Linked DNA regions of Anas platyrhynchos: region 2 is linked to region 1. The links are chromatin contacts, called in public Hi-C maps. All regions are on one chromosome and are shown on one strand. Each heading gives the region's core, a stretch centred on a gene start, on an enhancer-like site or on the middle of the called end of the contact. The rest is flanking DNA. Distances are from core to core; before and after follow the strand shown. Region 1 overlaps PRICKLE2 (prickle planar cell polarity protein 2). Region 2 overlaps PRICKLE2 (prickle planar cell polarity protein 2).

Region 1 (6,597 bases), core at 3,176-5,675:
AAGGACAAAAACTGGCTCGCTGAGTTCTTAGTTTCAACGTGAGATGGTGTTTTGTATCTTTCCTTGGAGTCTTTTTTTTCCCTGTGTCTGTTGTGTAATCTTCATCCCTTGAAAACACACTTGGACGAGGAGGAGATCTGCTCTTTCTTGGCTTCCATAACTCAGCACCTCGCTGTAATCCTCTGCGGCCAGTGCCACAGAAGTCTGATGACATCTGGCCTCATCAGGTCAGGGAGCGTTGCAAGGACAAACTTGTGAGCTTCTCAGGAGAGACTGCCTGGGAATCCCGGATAATGGGGACTTAGGGCCCTGAGTGATGACTGGAAAACAAAAACCTGTGCACAAGGCTGAGCTGATGGGCAAGGAAAGAGGAGATCCGTGTAGTAGGATGGGGAACCTGGTAAATGAGGTGGTCGGCCAGAACCCTGGAGATGTTTTAAGTCTCTGGATGATGGCGGCTTGGTCGCTTGGCATCTCATGCCTCTGTTTTGTTGTCTGTAGCTTGGGAGTTGCTAGTGGCAGTGGCTCTTTATTTCCTTTGCCCTGTGTGTTTGCACAGCTCCCACTCCTCCGGACCCAATCCGCTGTTGCGTGGCGAGCAGCAAACACGGCTGTGGGCGCGATGGGAAGCAGTGTGTGTGTGTTGTGTGTGTGTGTACGTTGTGTTGTGTGTATCTGTGCTGCCTGGCTCCATGCTCACCTGGCACTGGGACGTCCCTGCGGCACCCCAGCAGGTTCAGGTCATCGGCCTGGTGACTCGTGCCTCGTCCAGAGAAACAGCAATGTTTGTATGTAGCACAGGAACGAGCAACGCCGAACCCTGAAGCATTTGTTATTACTTCTTTTTCAGGGAAAAAAAAAAGTACAGATTATTGCTTCCATATGTTTCCAGCATTTTTAGTAGGTTATGTATCTTTCACACACACGGCCCCAGCTTTTCCCTTTCATGAATAACACGCTTTGTGCCTCCCCCTCCTTTCGGATTCAGATATTCCTCACTTCCTTGCGTGTTTATTTGAAAGGCTTCGGAGATGCAAGGATAGCCATACCTTATCTCGGGCAGCCTTTATGCTTGTGTTGCCTCCACAGCGAGCACCGTCGGCTCCTGTGGTTTTTATTCAGCTTTTCATTTTGCAGCAGGGAACCTGCTGGGCTAGGCAAGCTCTGCCAGCAGGGAGCTGTGTGCTGCTCCGGAGGTGAGTCCCTGTGGGGCCTGTTGCTGTCCCTATGGGGCCTGTGGTGGGCTGGAGTCACCTGGTCCCAGAGCAGGCCATCAAGCTGATGGAGGGGGTGCAAACACGTCTCAGGTGGCTTCTGCCTGCTGATTTCCAGGCCTTACACATAAGGGGATGGCGTGGTTAGCTTGCTCATGATGGTTTTTGTTGTAAGCACTTTGGGCACGGGGAAGTCGCTCCCTGCCAGGTGACTCAGTGCCAAAGCCAGTGTCCTTCAGCCGTGGGCCAGGGCAGGTTCGGGAGGGGCAGCTGCCGTTCCCCTGCCTGTGCTGAAGCTGGGCTCAGGAGCCTGCACCTCCCTTGGCTTAAATGACCTCAGCTGTCCCATTTGCCTGCACTTGTGCAAGCATTTGAAAAATCAGGGGTGATTTTTTTTCCTTTGAGCTTTCCACCCCTGTGTCAGCAGGGGAAGAGCCATGTAACTGGTGATGGATTGTGTGGGAGGTGCTGCTGCATGTCCGCAGAGATGTCCTTGCTTCTGCTCCAGCCTTGGGAGCTCTGGGACAGAGGCCGAGTTCCCTGAAGGTGTTTGAGTCCCGCTGAGGTCACCAAATGGAGGCTGGGAGCCTTGCAGGGCAGTGGCCGCATCCTGCCCACGTGGTCCTGCTGCAAAGGACCGTGCCAAGGGGCAGCCTGGCATCGAGGTATGAGTTTGGACGCTTTTGAGAGTGAGGATTCCATGAGTTTTCCACCTTCACCCACCCTGGGACAACCTTTCTTTACATAAATGTTGAGCAAACAGTCAAGTTTAGGGATTCCCAGGAGATTTTTTGGCCTGTTCCTTTCACATCTTCATGCCCCGCTGCTGAAACAGCGCCTAAAACAGCCGGGACTGATAAGGTATCCTGTTTGTGTTGGCTGCGAGGCACGATATCCATTTTAAGAGCACTACAATATTGGAGGCAGTTTTGCGGCTGGCAAAAAGCCCAAAATAAATTCTTTAATTTTTTTGTACATGACATACAAAAGAGCAGGTGAGGTACGTACTTGTTTCCGGGCAAGCCCGAGGAGCATGTTTGAAGTCCTTTACAAGTCATTCAGGATTGTATTGCAGCAGCTCAAAGGAGCTGGAGACACTTCTTGATTAAATTTCATCCCAACACAGAGCCCCAGTCTGCAGCTGGTGTAACTGGAGTTGCTGCGGGTGGCCCCATGAAGCCCGAAAAGCAGAGTTTCTCCTAGAAAAAGTCCCGTGTTTTCTGTGTGTTTTGAAGCATCATTTTGCAATTCTAGTTTTGTAAAGGAGGTGAAAAACCACGAATAATCTGATGTGGGTTTAGGTTTTGGGGTTTGTTCTGTTTTCTTGGTGACTGTTGAATGTACCAGATGAGTGAGGGGGCAGAGAGGAAAAACAGTGAGCTCTGATTTTACCTGATATTTTATTCCTAGACTAAACCCATACATGTAATAGAATTTTGTTTGTTTGTTTTTTATTGAGTTTTTGGAAAAACTGAGTAGAGCTGCATCTCAGCATGCAAAGAGTGCAATGTTACCTGCCTGGTGCGAGTGTGAATGTGTTTGCCATCCTGAAGGCAGCAGCACAGCAGCCAGCACTTTCTCAGTGCCTGGGTCCAACCCTCAGCCGTGGAGCTGAGCTGATTTTCACCAGCAAGCACGTTTCCCTCACGGAGCCTTTCTGGATGAAATTGCCTGAGACGGACCTTGCAAAATGCAGGGGCAGGGTAGATTGGCTTGCACGAGGGATTTCCTCCAAGCAGACAGCTGTCAGTGCTGGAGGCTGCGGTTGTGAATTCGGGTGCTGTGTCGGGCGTGATTTAGTGGGAGGCGGTGAGCTGATTTAACAGCTTGTCACGGCTGGGTGGGGAGGGTCCCACAGTCCCCGTGCAGCCCCCCATACTGAGCTAATGCCTTACATCGCTCACTGAAGCCTCTGCCAGGCTGGTGCAAGGAGGAGGGGGGTGAGGGATGAATGGTCACTCGGTCCAGTGGTCCCCATCCCCTTACTGTGCTTTTTTGCCCTGCTGCAGCCTCTGCCCTGTCTGCTCTCCCCCCAGGATGTGTCCCTGGCTCCCCATGCTGAGGGTCACAGCGTGGGGAGCACCAGAGGGACCCCACGTGCAGCTGCGATCACCCACACAGGGCGTGCGGCACGTGCCCAGCAGGCTGTTTTGCAGGGAGGAAAGCCTCCTACTCCTTTAATAGAGGGGTTGCAACAGGCCTTTTATCACAAGTGCCGCATGTCGTGAGAGAGAAAAAAACCTCTGGCCACCGATTGGGAAAGACCTGGGCGGGGAGCACGGGGGCTGGTGACCGAGATGCTCAGCTCAGGCTGCAGCTATGGGGCTGGTGCCCGCAGAGCACTGCCCTCCTCTTTGTTGCTCTCCCCCGTGGAGGGCTGTTCAGCCCTTTCGAGAGTTGCCCTTGGTTTTTGTTCCCTTTCTGTTTGCCTTTAAAAAGTCAATCTGCTGGCCTTTATTTTTTTTCAAAGACTTTCTCCACTCCCCCCCACCTCCGCCTCAGTAATCCATCCTTATTACACCAGTGAGTCACTCTTCAAATAATCAATTGCATTTTCATTGTCTGGCTTGTAAGTATATCACCGAGCTTAAGGACGGCAGATAGCATCAGCTCAGCTCTTTGGCAGATGGTTTTGCCGTTCACGACGCTCGTTTGGATATTTACTTTTTCTCCGATGAATAATCTCCTAGGCTGGAAGGCCAGGCTGGGGACTCTTTCCCCGCGTGTGCCACATCTTTCTGCTCTGTGGTCACTATCTAATGTTGGAGGAATTTGGAACATTAAGCAGAATCGGCCGATGTGAGGAAAACTAATTTGGGGGTAAACCTCGTGAGCAAGGCTGGTGTTGCAGAGAGCCTTTATCTCCTGGGCTCTGGGTGTGCACAGCCCCGAGGCAGCCGACAGCCAGAGCTTTGCTCAGCTTCACCAAAATAGGGCTGAGGCCAGCGCTGGTCCAAGAGGATCATACAAAATTCAGGCTGCTTTCTGCCACTGGAGAGGCTGTTCCTTCCCCCGTGTGTGGCTCTCCAAAGGGCCTTGATGGCAGGGCTTAACACTTCAAGCACTAAGTATTGCAATTATTATTCTTAGCGCGGAGGGAGGCACTTTGTACTCAGCCATCGCAGCAAATATTTCATCCCCTATCAGTTGCCCTTGTGCAGATGCTGCTGCCGCGATGATAAAAGGCATAATGGCTGCTCTCGCTGATAAGGAGAGTGTATAAATATAATTACTGAAATCCCTATGCAGAGCCTGCGGATGGAGGAGAGTCCCCACGAGGGGTTCCTCCTGCTCCCGAGCCCTTTGCTGCGCAGGCAGAGCGGGCGCGCCTGCTCCCTGCCGGCTGCAGCTCCTGGCAGCCGAAATGGGAGCTGCTTGGCCACAGCTGGGAGCAATTAGTAAAAGATGTCTTTCTCCCTCCCTCCCCATTTTGGTTCCTCCTCCTCTTCTCCTTGAAACCAAGCCATCGGCCTCGGGGAGCCAGGCAGGAAAACCCGGAGCAACTTGGGTGTGAGACCGATGGTGGGGCTAAGCCTCACCAGCAGGGTGAAGCTTCGGGCAGCTGTGCCAGCTCGGGGACGGATCCTGCTCCCTGCAGTCACCCCTTGGTGTTGGGGTGCTGGTGCCAGTGGCTCTCGTTGCACTGTGTCCATCCCTCGTGGCACACGAGGGACTTTGTGTAAGGCGCTCCCCTCCTACGTGCTGTCCAAGCGTCAAGCTGACCTCGCGAGAAGCGCGCTGTAGCCGAGGAGCCAGATATTATTTAGATCGAGCCAACAACAAAAAAATATTTCCATGGCAGCAGTAACCATAGGAAACCTCCCCAGAGTGTCCTGGGTGGTTCCCATTTCCTTGCCTTCAGCTGTTTGCTTTGCAAGCGGAGCAGCAGCGTGAGCGCGGCGTGCCCGTGTGCCAGCGGCAGTGGCCGGCAGCCCTGCTGTCCCTGGGGATGTGCTGCTGCTCCTCGTTTTCTCTTGTGCTGCCTGGCTAGTGAAAAGCTGTTTTCAGAGGGTTCTTTAGACGCCATGAAGTCTCAAAGCCACCTCTTACCTTCTGTCAGCTTACAAATGCATGTTTGATCCTTAAATACCCAAGGCAGGATAGTGAATGGGCTGCCAGGATCCGATTCTTCCTTTTTATAGTGTCTTAGAAAGATGCTTTTATTCTCCCTCTGGCTCAGCCAGCGATGCTTGGCCTCCAACCAAGATAGGGAAACTGGGACGAGAATCACTTAGGCTAGCAAGATGAAAAGTTGTAAAAAATACCAACTTTTGGTTGGGGAAAAATATTGATAAATGAGTTCATTGAAAAATATATATATATTCTTGATCGGCTTCATCCGGGCACGCTTATAAGAGGAGTCTTGGTCTCGGGGCACTGCTGCTTCTAGGAAACGTGAGCTGGGAAGCGAACACGAGTGTTGGGAATGGAGAGGGTTTGGGGTGAGTCACGGGAACCCGTTGTGCTGGTGCGGCCGTGTAGGGCCGGCCGGGACGGGGCGGCTGCGTGGGAGCGCCCGCGGGCCCCGAGGGTGGGAGCTGCGCCCACGGGTGGCCCAGCAGGGCCGTGCGCGGGGCTGTCCTCAGTCTCAGGCTGTTCCCAGCAGAAGGCATCGCCAGCATAGGCAGGTAACCGGGATTTCTGGGTGCTGTGCAGCTTTAATTCCTGATTTTACAAACCCCACAACCCGGCAGGAGTCAGTTTTTGCTCAAGGCTACCCGGCGTGTGAAGAAGAGGCAGGTGGAGGGCGGCGAGGCTGAGCGGCTTTCCCTTCTCCTGTGCCAAACAAATGGTAACATTCATCACGAATCCGCGTCCGTGCCTTATTAAATCTGAAAACAGATTTAATAAGGCCATGTGCTGGTTGTGCAGACCCTTTAAATGTCAGGTTTGAGGAGGGCTGGGAAGTGAGAAGGCGATAAAAGTTAATATTCCTAAGCCAGGTATGTGTGGTGTAGCTCAGATTTTTAATATCGAGTGCATAATTTATTACAAGATGTAGAGGTTTCGAATACATATATTTGAATGTGTTTTAATATTATCTTTCCTTCCAGTAGCAGGAACAATGGTGTTTTACAAAAGAAAAATGATCTCACGTTTCCATTTGATAGTTCCAGCTTGTACCTCTAATAGGTGTGGGATTCAGTGGGGTGTGAAGGCTATCTGATAAATGCCTGAATAATAAAGCTATATTGTTTGTTCTGATTTCCCTGCGCTATTTTCAAATGTATAAATAAAACATTTTCAAACTGCAGACCACGCAGTTGAGCGCAGACTATTTACTTTCTGCCGATGCAACCTGTAGGAGACACGAGCCTTTCGGTGCCTGCCAGCAGAAGTCTTGTGGCATTAGCCCCGCGTGTCACGCTGGAAGTGCTCACGC
Region 2 (6,558 bases), core at 3,163-5,662, 81 kb after region 1:
GGCTCCGACTCCTCCGACTCGGCCTTCCAGAGCGCCCGGGCCAAGGAGTCCCGCCGCAGCGCCAAGATCGGCAAGAACAAGGGGAAGGCGGAGGAGGGCGCGCTGAGCCAGCTGCAGGTCACCTCCAGCCGCCTCTCCGCCGACGTGGACCCGCTCTCGCTGCAGATGGACTTGCTGAGCCTGGCCAGCCAGACGCCCAGCCTCAACAGGGAGCACGTGTGGCGGAGCAGGGACGAGCTCTACCACTACGGGAGTAAAATGGAGCAGGGGCAGTCCCAAAGCCCGCTGCAGCTTCTCAGCCAATGCAATATCAGGACTTCCTACAACCCCGGCCAGGTCCCGGGCTCTCAGCCAGATCTATGGGGGAAGCACTTCAGCAACCCCAAGAGGAGCTCCTCGCTGGCGATGAAGGGGCACGGCGGCAGCTTCATCCAGGACTGCAGAGAGGACTACTACTCGGGGCGGCTTCGCTCGCAGGAGAGCTACAGCGACATGTCCAACCAGAGCTTCCCCGAGACCAGAGGAAGCCTCAAAGTCCCCAAGTACGAAGAGGAGGAGGAAGGCGGGATGCCGACGCCGCAGTGCCGCACCCGGCATCCCATCAACGCCCTCAAGTTCACGGAGGACCTGACACCCACCGAGCAGACTCCCCGCGGCTCCATGGAGTCCCTGGCGCTTTCAAATGCCACAGGTACGTCACCCCGGGCTCCTGTCCCCCTCTGTGTGATGGGACCCATGTGCTGGGTCACCACGGCGGGTGTCTTCCATATCTCCTTCCCCTAAACCAGACCTGGGGACCTGCAAAGTGCTTGCTCACCCTGTGCTCAGACACATGGGGGTGGGCACAGCCCATCAGCTGGGCTCGTTATAGCTTGTTGTTGTAATTAATGTGGGGTGCAAGTGTTCCCGTCCCTCTCCCGTTGCTCTCAGCCACCAGACGTGCTGGCACTGGTGTGGGTGGCAGCCTGGGGACATCACGGGGGGCCACCGGCCTCCTGCCCGACTCCCAGTGTGCATGGCAGCCCCGTCTCACTTGGTCTGCTTGTTTAGCAAATGCAGCTCTTTATAGCTGGTTGGCCCTTCTGCATAGCTCAAAACAAATGTTTGCAAGCTCTTTAATCCTCCCTTTTGTGCAGAGGGAGGAAAAATCAAGGCCAACTGCTAAAGCAGAGACAGATCCTAGCATTCAGCGCTTTGAGGACTGCTGTCAGCTGCCGTTGTGGGCTAAAAATATTTTTAAATGCTTTGAAACAGGCCCAGTTTTGCAACCCCTTTTGCTTGTTAGGCAGCCATCAAGCTCGCGGCTAGTTAAGACAAATTCCTTCTCATTTCTATGGAGCTCTCTTTCTCCTCTTCCAATGCTGTTGCGACTGCAGGAAAAAGCCAGGCGAGATGCTTTTCCCATCTCGCATGAGTGTCGAGCTCTTTTCTCCCCAGTACATCCCAATCCCAAACCGGACACAGCTGGCGTTTGCTTCGGACTCTCTAAGCAGCAAACTTCTCAGAAAAGAAAATACCAAGCCTGGTTTCCTTGCCAGAGATGCTGGCTTGCTCCTTCTTCACCATTCCCCAGCGTGTTTCCGTTCCAGCCAAGCATTGTTTGGAGCCAGGCTCATCCTGCTCCTGCCCCTACAAAATCGAGTCCTTCCCTCACTGTCCCCCACCCGTGAGCAGCCTGGAGGAGCCTGGTCCTGAGGGGTTCCCCCCCAGGGAGCATCACTAGCCCTGGGGAGCCCGTGCTGGTGAACCTGGGGCCGGTGTTCCCCCAGCTTTGATGGGCAGGTTTGCTTTGGGTACACCCTTGCCCTATTCATAGCTTTCGGTGTGTTTGTTTAGGGAAATTGCCAGCCCCGTGGCAAGATGTGAAATGAGCCAGGATCCCCCTAAACAGCAAACATTAAGAGCATGGGGGGAGAGGAGAGGCTGACGAGCTGGAGAGGGCTTTGCTCAAACAGCCTCAGAAAAAAAAAAAAAAAAGAAAATAAGATGTGAAATGGAGAGGGAGCTGGGAATTGCCCTCCTAAACAAAGCCCCGTATTTCAGAAGTTGCTCCTGTTCCTGAAAACTCATATTGTGTAAACCCTGCCGGTACAAATAGTCTTGAGCAACACCCAGTTCCAGTGAGCAACGTCTGAACACTGAAGCGACTGCTTCCTGCTGTGGAGCCGAAGTGTAGCAAGTTTTCTGAGGTACAAGTCAAGGGGTGAGCAACGTAGCAAATCTTTCATATTAAAGTGAAAACTCGTTCTGTATTTTGTTTGGGAATCCTGGAGGAGAGATCTTCCGGAGGCATCCTCGTCGTGTGGTTGTAGTAGGTTTCTGTGCAGTGCAAACTGCTTCCTTCTCTCCTGCTTTTCGGAGGAGTTGCTCAGCATGATGAGGCTTGTAACGAATGCGAGCGGTACCTCTGAAGAGGGAGGTGATAACGTTTTTATTAATGTGTAAGATCTAGTAATTGTCATTGCTCTGGGACCTGGCTCAGCTCGGGCTCAGGGGCACTGTGCTAATAACCGCAGCTCCCCAGGGCTGTGCTCGCTGGCGGGGAGCATCGGGGACAGAGCCAGAATTATCCCACTTGGTTGGCAGCGTTTTGAGGACAGCCTTGGTGACCTGGCCAAGGTCTGTGGGAGCGTGGGATTTTGAAGCCAGGTGCAAAGCCTAAATTCTGCAAGAGGGCACAGCCACTGCCTTTCCTTGTCCCCTCAGAGCGAGCTCCATGGCAAACACCATACAAAAGCAAACCAGGCTGCGGTGCCGCTTGTTCCACACTATGCTTTTCCCTATGCACATCTTGTAAATTATGTTCAGAAGGCAGGCAGGGGCTGACGGTATCTCCTCGGGTTTGCAGACCCTTGTGAAGCACGCCCCAGCCTCTGCAGGCAGCTTCTCTCCTGCCCAGCTCTGAGCTCCCTTTGAGTTCCTAACTCTGCACATTGCTCCACCTTATAAAATGAAATAATTAGCGCTGAATCCATCTAATATTTTATGGCATGGTTGGAAACGCTCTTTTTTATGGGGAGCAAACAGTCCCTGACCTGCAGAGTGTGTATTAAAAGCTGACTGGTTCCTCCCTGGCAGCAGCTCTTGCTGTGATGTTTCTATTATGACTTAACTAATAATTAGCTGGAGATGTCAGTAGGGGTGGGTAACAAACCGGGTGTCTGATGGTGGTTCCTGTCCTCTGGACAGGAGTGAAATGAAGTCCTGGGGAGCCTCTTACCAACCAGACACCATTTAGTCGCCCTAAAGCAGATCCCGAATGGCTTAGCTGGGATGTGCGGCGCCACGGTCATCCTGTGCTCCCGAGCACTCACCCATGAATTGCTCCATTGTGCTCTGTGGCCACGCTGTGGTGCCTCAGCAGGCTCCCGTTAGGTGCCCGAGTGTCGGAGGTAGCACAGCCCTCCCCGGGCTTTGTTTCTGGGTTGGAGTTAGCCGGCAGCATCTCTGCTGGCCTCTGCTTGTGCTTGTGTAATCCCCGTGAACGCCAACGGGATTTGGACACTGGCAAAGGGGAGAGTTTCCTGCTGCTGGGGCTCATCTCATCCATCCTCCCATGCTGTAGTTTGGAAATCCCTTCTCAGCTCTCAGCCGAAGGCTACAACAGGCTCTGAACGGCCCCTTCTGGGCGGCCGGGTCCTGCCCCAGCCCAGGTGCCAGCAGAGGCAGCGCTGGGGGAGAGGCAGCGAGGGACACGGGGGTTTTCCAGTGAGATTTGGGGCCAGCGCCTGCTCCGGGATGTTCAGCTGAGATCTGAAAGCATTTCTCAGCACATTCTCCAAGTTCATTTTTGCTGTATTTTATATTACCCTTTATATTTTTTTCCCAAAAGTTGCTCAGTCTGCTACAGCACCAACCCCAGTGTTCAAGGTGTGCCCAGAGTTGTGGGGTGCTTGCATCGCCCTCTAAAAAGGTTTTGCAAGTGCTGTGCGTGCCTAGCAGCTGAATCAGAAATCAAGAGCTGATCTCTGCTGATCCCCAGCAGTCATTTCCACACAATGCCACCTGGTCAAATAGCCCCCTTAAGCAAGTACCTGCGGGCTGAATGTTTTTCTGCGGTGACAGCCGAGCTGCGTGCAGAGCACGAGTGCTGCGGCGGGGAGCTGTGCTGAACGGTGACGCTGCTCTGTGCAAAAGGAGAAAGGGATTTGATGTATTTCTTGAGAAAACGTGTTTGGGTGAGGGTAACAGCCGAGCTTCATTTCCTCCCCTCATCTGTCACAGGCATAAATCCAGAAAAAAAAAAAATGTAACTGGTGCTGGTACAGGGTGCAGTGTGACTGCACGTGTATGGCACACATTCCTGGTACCTCCTCTGTTACGAGATGCTCGAAGGCCCCAAACAGCTTGTTAGTTTTTGGTTTTTTTTTTTCTTTCCAGGACTAAACAACAACTGTGATACAGGCAGAAAGTGGGGAGAGAAAATGCCTGCATGTGTGTGTGCCAGCCCTGGTCCCTGCAAGGCTGCGCTGCACTCCCTGCTGGCACAGCCTGTCTCCAACCCCTGTGCAGAGAGGCTGAAAGCAGGGGGAAAAAAAAAAAAAAAAAAAGGTGTTTCCCAGGGCTGGGGGATGTTTTCCCAAAATAATTTCAATGACCCAGCATCTCCTGCACTGAGAGCTTGGGAGCAGCTCCTGCCCATGCTGCTCCTGGCAGCAAATGTCTCGTCCCCCACGCTGTTGGGGATGGTGGAGATGGTCCTTGTGGCGAGCAGGGGCTGGGGGCTGGTCCCCATCCCTGTGCCCCCAGTGCCAGGGGGATATCAGAGCTCCCCCGGTGCATCCCTTGGGTGCTTCTCCCCCTGCTCAGCTGGGGAGGGATGTGCCCAACATGGGAAGATTTCCTTGGGACCGTGATGTGTTTGGCAAGCGCTGTGGTTCCCCCCAAATTGCAGGGCTCCTGGCCTTTCCCTCGCAGCCCTGTTTACTTTGCGTGACTTCCAGTTCTATCAGGGCTCTGCTTTATTTCTGCACCACCCCAAGGCCGGTCAGAAGCGCAGCGAGGCTGAGTTAGAAACAAATCCCCAGGAAGGCTGTTTCTCCTTAAGTCCCTTTTTAGTGCTGGGGGTTGAACTTAAAATAAATCCTGTTGCAGGGGCAGGGAGGACGTGCCTGCCTGCTGTTAGGGGAGAGACAGGGCTGTGATATGGGGGAACGAGGTGTGCCACGCCATCCCCTCCTGCGTGGCCGTGTCCCTGTCACACAGCACCTCTCCTGTCCGGGCGCAGGGTTTTGGTGCAGGCACCTCAATGAGGCTGGGGCGCTGAGGACTGTGATGTGCGGGTAAATGCCTGCACCCTGGTAAATGTACAGGCAAGGAGAGCCCTGTTTGTTTGCAATATCACAAATTTTGCATTCTCCCCACGCAGGGACAGACGATGCTGTCTCTGCACGGGCTGTTGGCTGTGGCCGTGCCGCCCTGCATGAGCCAAGCTTTGCGGGGAGCTCAGCGTAACGTGGCCCGGGAGCTGCCTCCCCTCCTGGGTGCCTCGTTTCCAGCCTCACACCAAGCCTACGTGCTCGCCGTAGCCCCTCCGCTGTCATTTGCTTGGTGTTTTAATAATCCATAATTAATGCAGCCCTGGTTTAGCAAAGCCCATAATGCAGCCAAGGGAGACGTGAGCGTGTTGCGGTGCTTTGTTGTGGCGAGGTTTTGGAGGTGATGCGTACAAGCAACATCAGCTCTTTGGACTTGGTGCTGCTGGTTTGCTTCTTCCATTGTTGTATTTTCCTTGGAAGCACCCGATCGGACAGGGGCAACCTTTGCAGTCGGGGCGGGGATTGTACAGCGTGTTCCGAGCAAACCCTAATGTTAAACAGAAACCCGCTCTGTGTTCCCAGAGCCGTAGCCAGCCCGAGCTTTAAATCGCATGCCCGCAGACGAGCTACAGCTTTCGCTTGTGTTCATCCCAAACGCGTGCGTTTCCATGGCTTCGGCGTGAAATATTGAGCCTGGCAGCCCCACGCAGCGGCGGGCAGCAGCAGGATGAGAGCTTGCTGTGCCCACGGGCGCGAGCTGCAGGGACGGGCACGCCAGCGGCACTGTGCTCACAGCCGGGCACATCGCCTCCTGCCACAGCCCCTGGGCTGGCCGTGGTCGGCATCAGCAAAGCAGGAGCAGCAGCTTTGGGGTGTGATGGGTGGTGGGGAGAAGCCCCTGATGGCATTTGGGATTTCTGCATTATCCCAAAACCTGTGTTGTGCATTTGCTGCACGTACCGCTGGGGACTCGTGCCTTTGCAGAAGGAAAGCCTCGTGGGAGCCGTCTCTGGGTTACTGTGTCACCCCCGGGCTTGCACCCTTGGAAAGGGGCCAGAGGTTTGTACAGAAGCAGCCAGCTCACACCGCGGGCTAGAGCGAGGCTCCCGCACAGCCCCGTGGAACAGATTCTCGGGTTTCCTTATTGGAAAAATACCCGCTGCGTGGCAGGGTCCCCCTCTCGCATTGCCTTTCTTCCAGGTTAGGGCTCGATCGGATTATTAGCTGTGTTCCCAGATGAAACACTTCATTAAGGGGGAGCTGCAGTGGCTGTAAATAAGTGCTGGTAACTCAAGAAGCT

What was found. A called contact is a pair of places that touch in the nucleus more often than the background predicts.
Region 2: a Hi-C map of F5 follicle shows a contact between it and region 1, with 4 times the contacts expected there. The contact joins two enhancer-like sites. A contact is called at or near these places in 2 of 8 Hi-C or Micro-C datasets (F1 follicle and F5 follicle).

Annotation. Positions count from the first base shown.
Region 1 is chr13:7,205,151-7,211,747 of IASCAAS_PekinDuck_T2T, forward strand. All of the region lies in intron 2 of PRICKLE2 (prickle planar cell polarity protein 2), which reads left to right. Among named protein-coding and RNA genes, the nearest start is that of PRICKLE2, 8.0 kb to the left of the region's middle. Within about 2 kb of position 4,426, at least 7 of the 8 cell types and tissues checked have an H3K27ac peak or open chromatin away from gene starts, as enhancers often do. A contact at or near this core is called in F1 follicle and F5 follicle, where this site is marked.
Region 2 is chr13:7,286,024-7,292,581 of IASCAAS_PekinDuck_T2T, forward strand. It overlaps PRICKLE2 (prickle planar cell polarity protein 2), which reads left to right. Exons shown (of 9, transcript XM_027467495.3): 8 at 1-691. All of the region lies in intron 1 of LOC140003544 (a long non-coding RNA gene), which reads right to left. Among named protein-coding and RNA genes, the nearest start is that of PSMD6, 28 kb to the right of the region's middle. Within about 2 kb of position 4,413, at least 4 of the 8 cell types and tissues checked have an H3K27ac peak or open chromatin away from gene starts, as enhancers often do. A contact at or near this core is called in F1 follicle and F5 follicle, where this site is marked.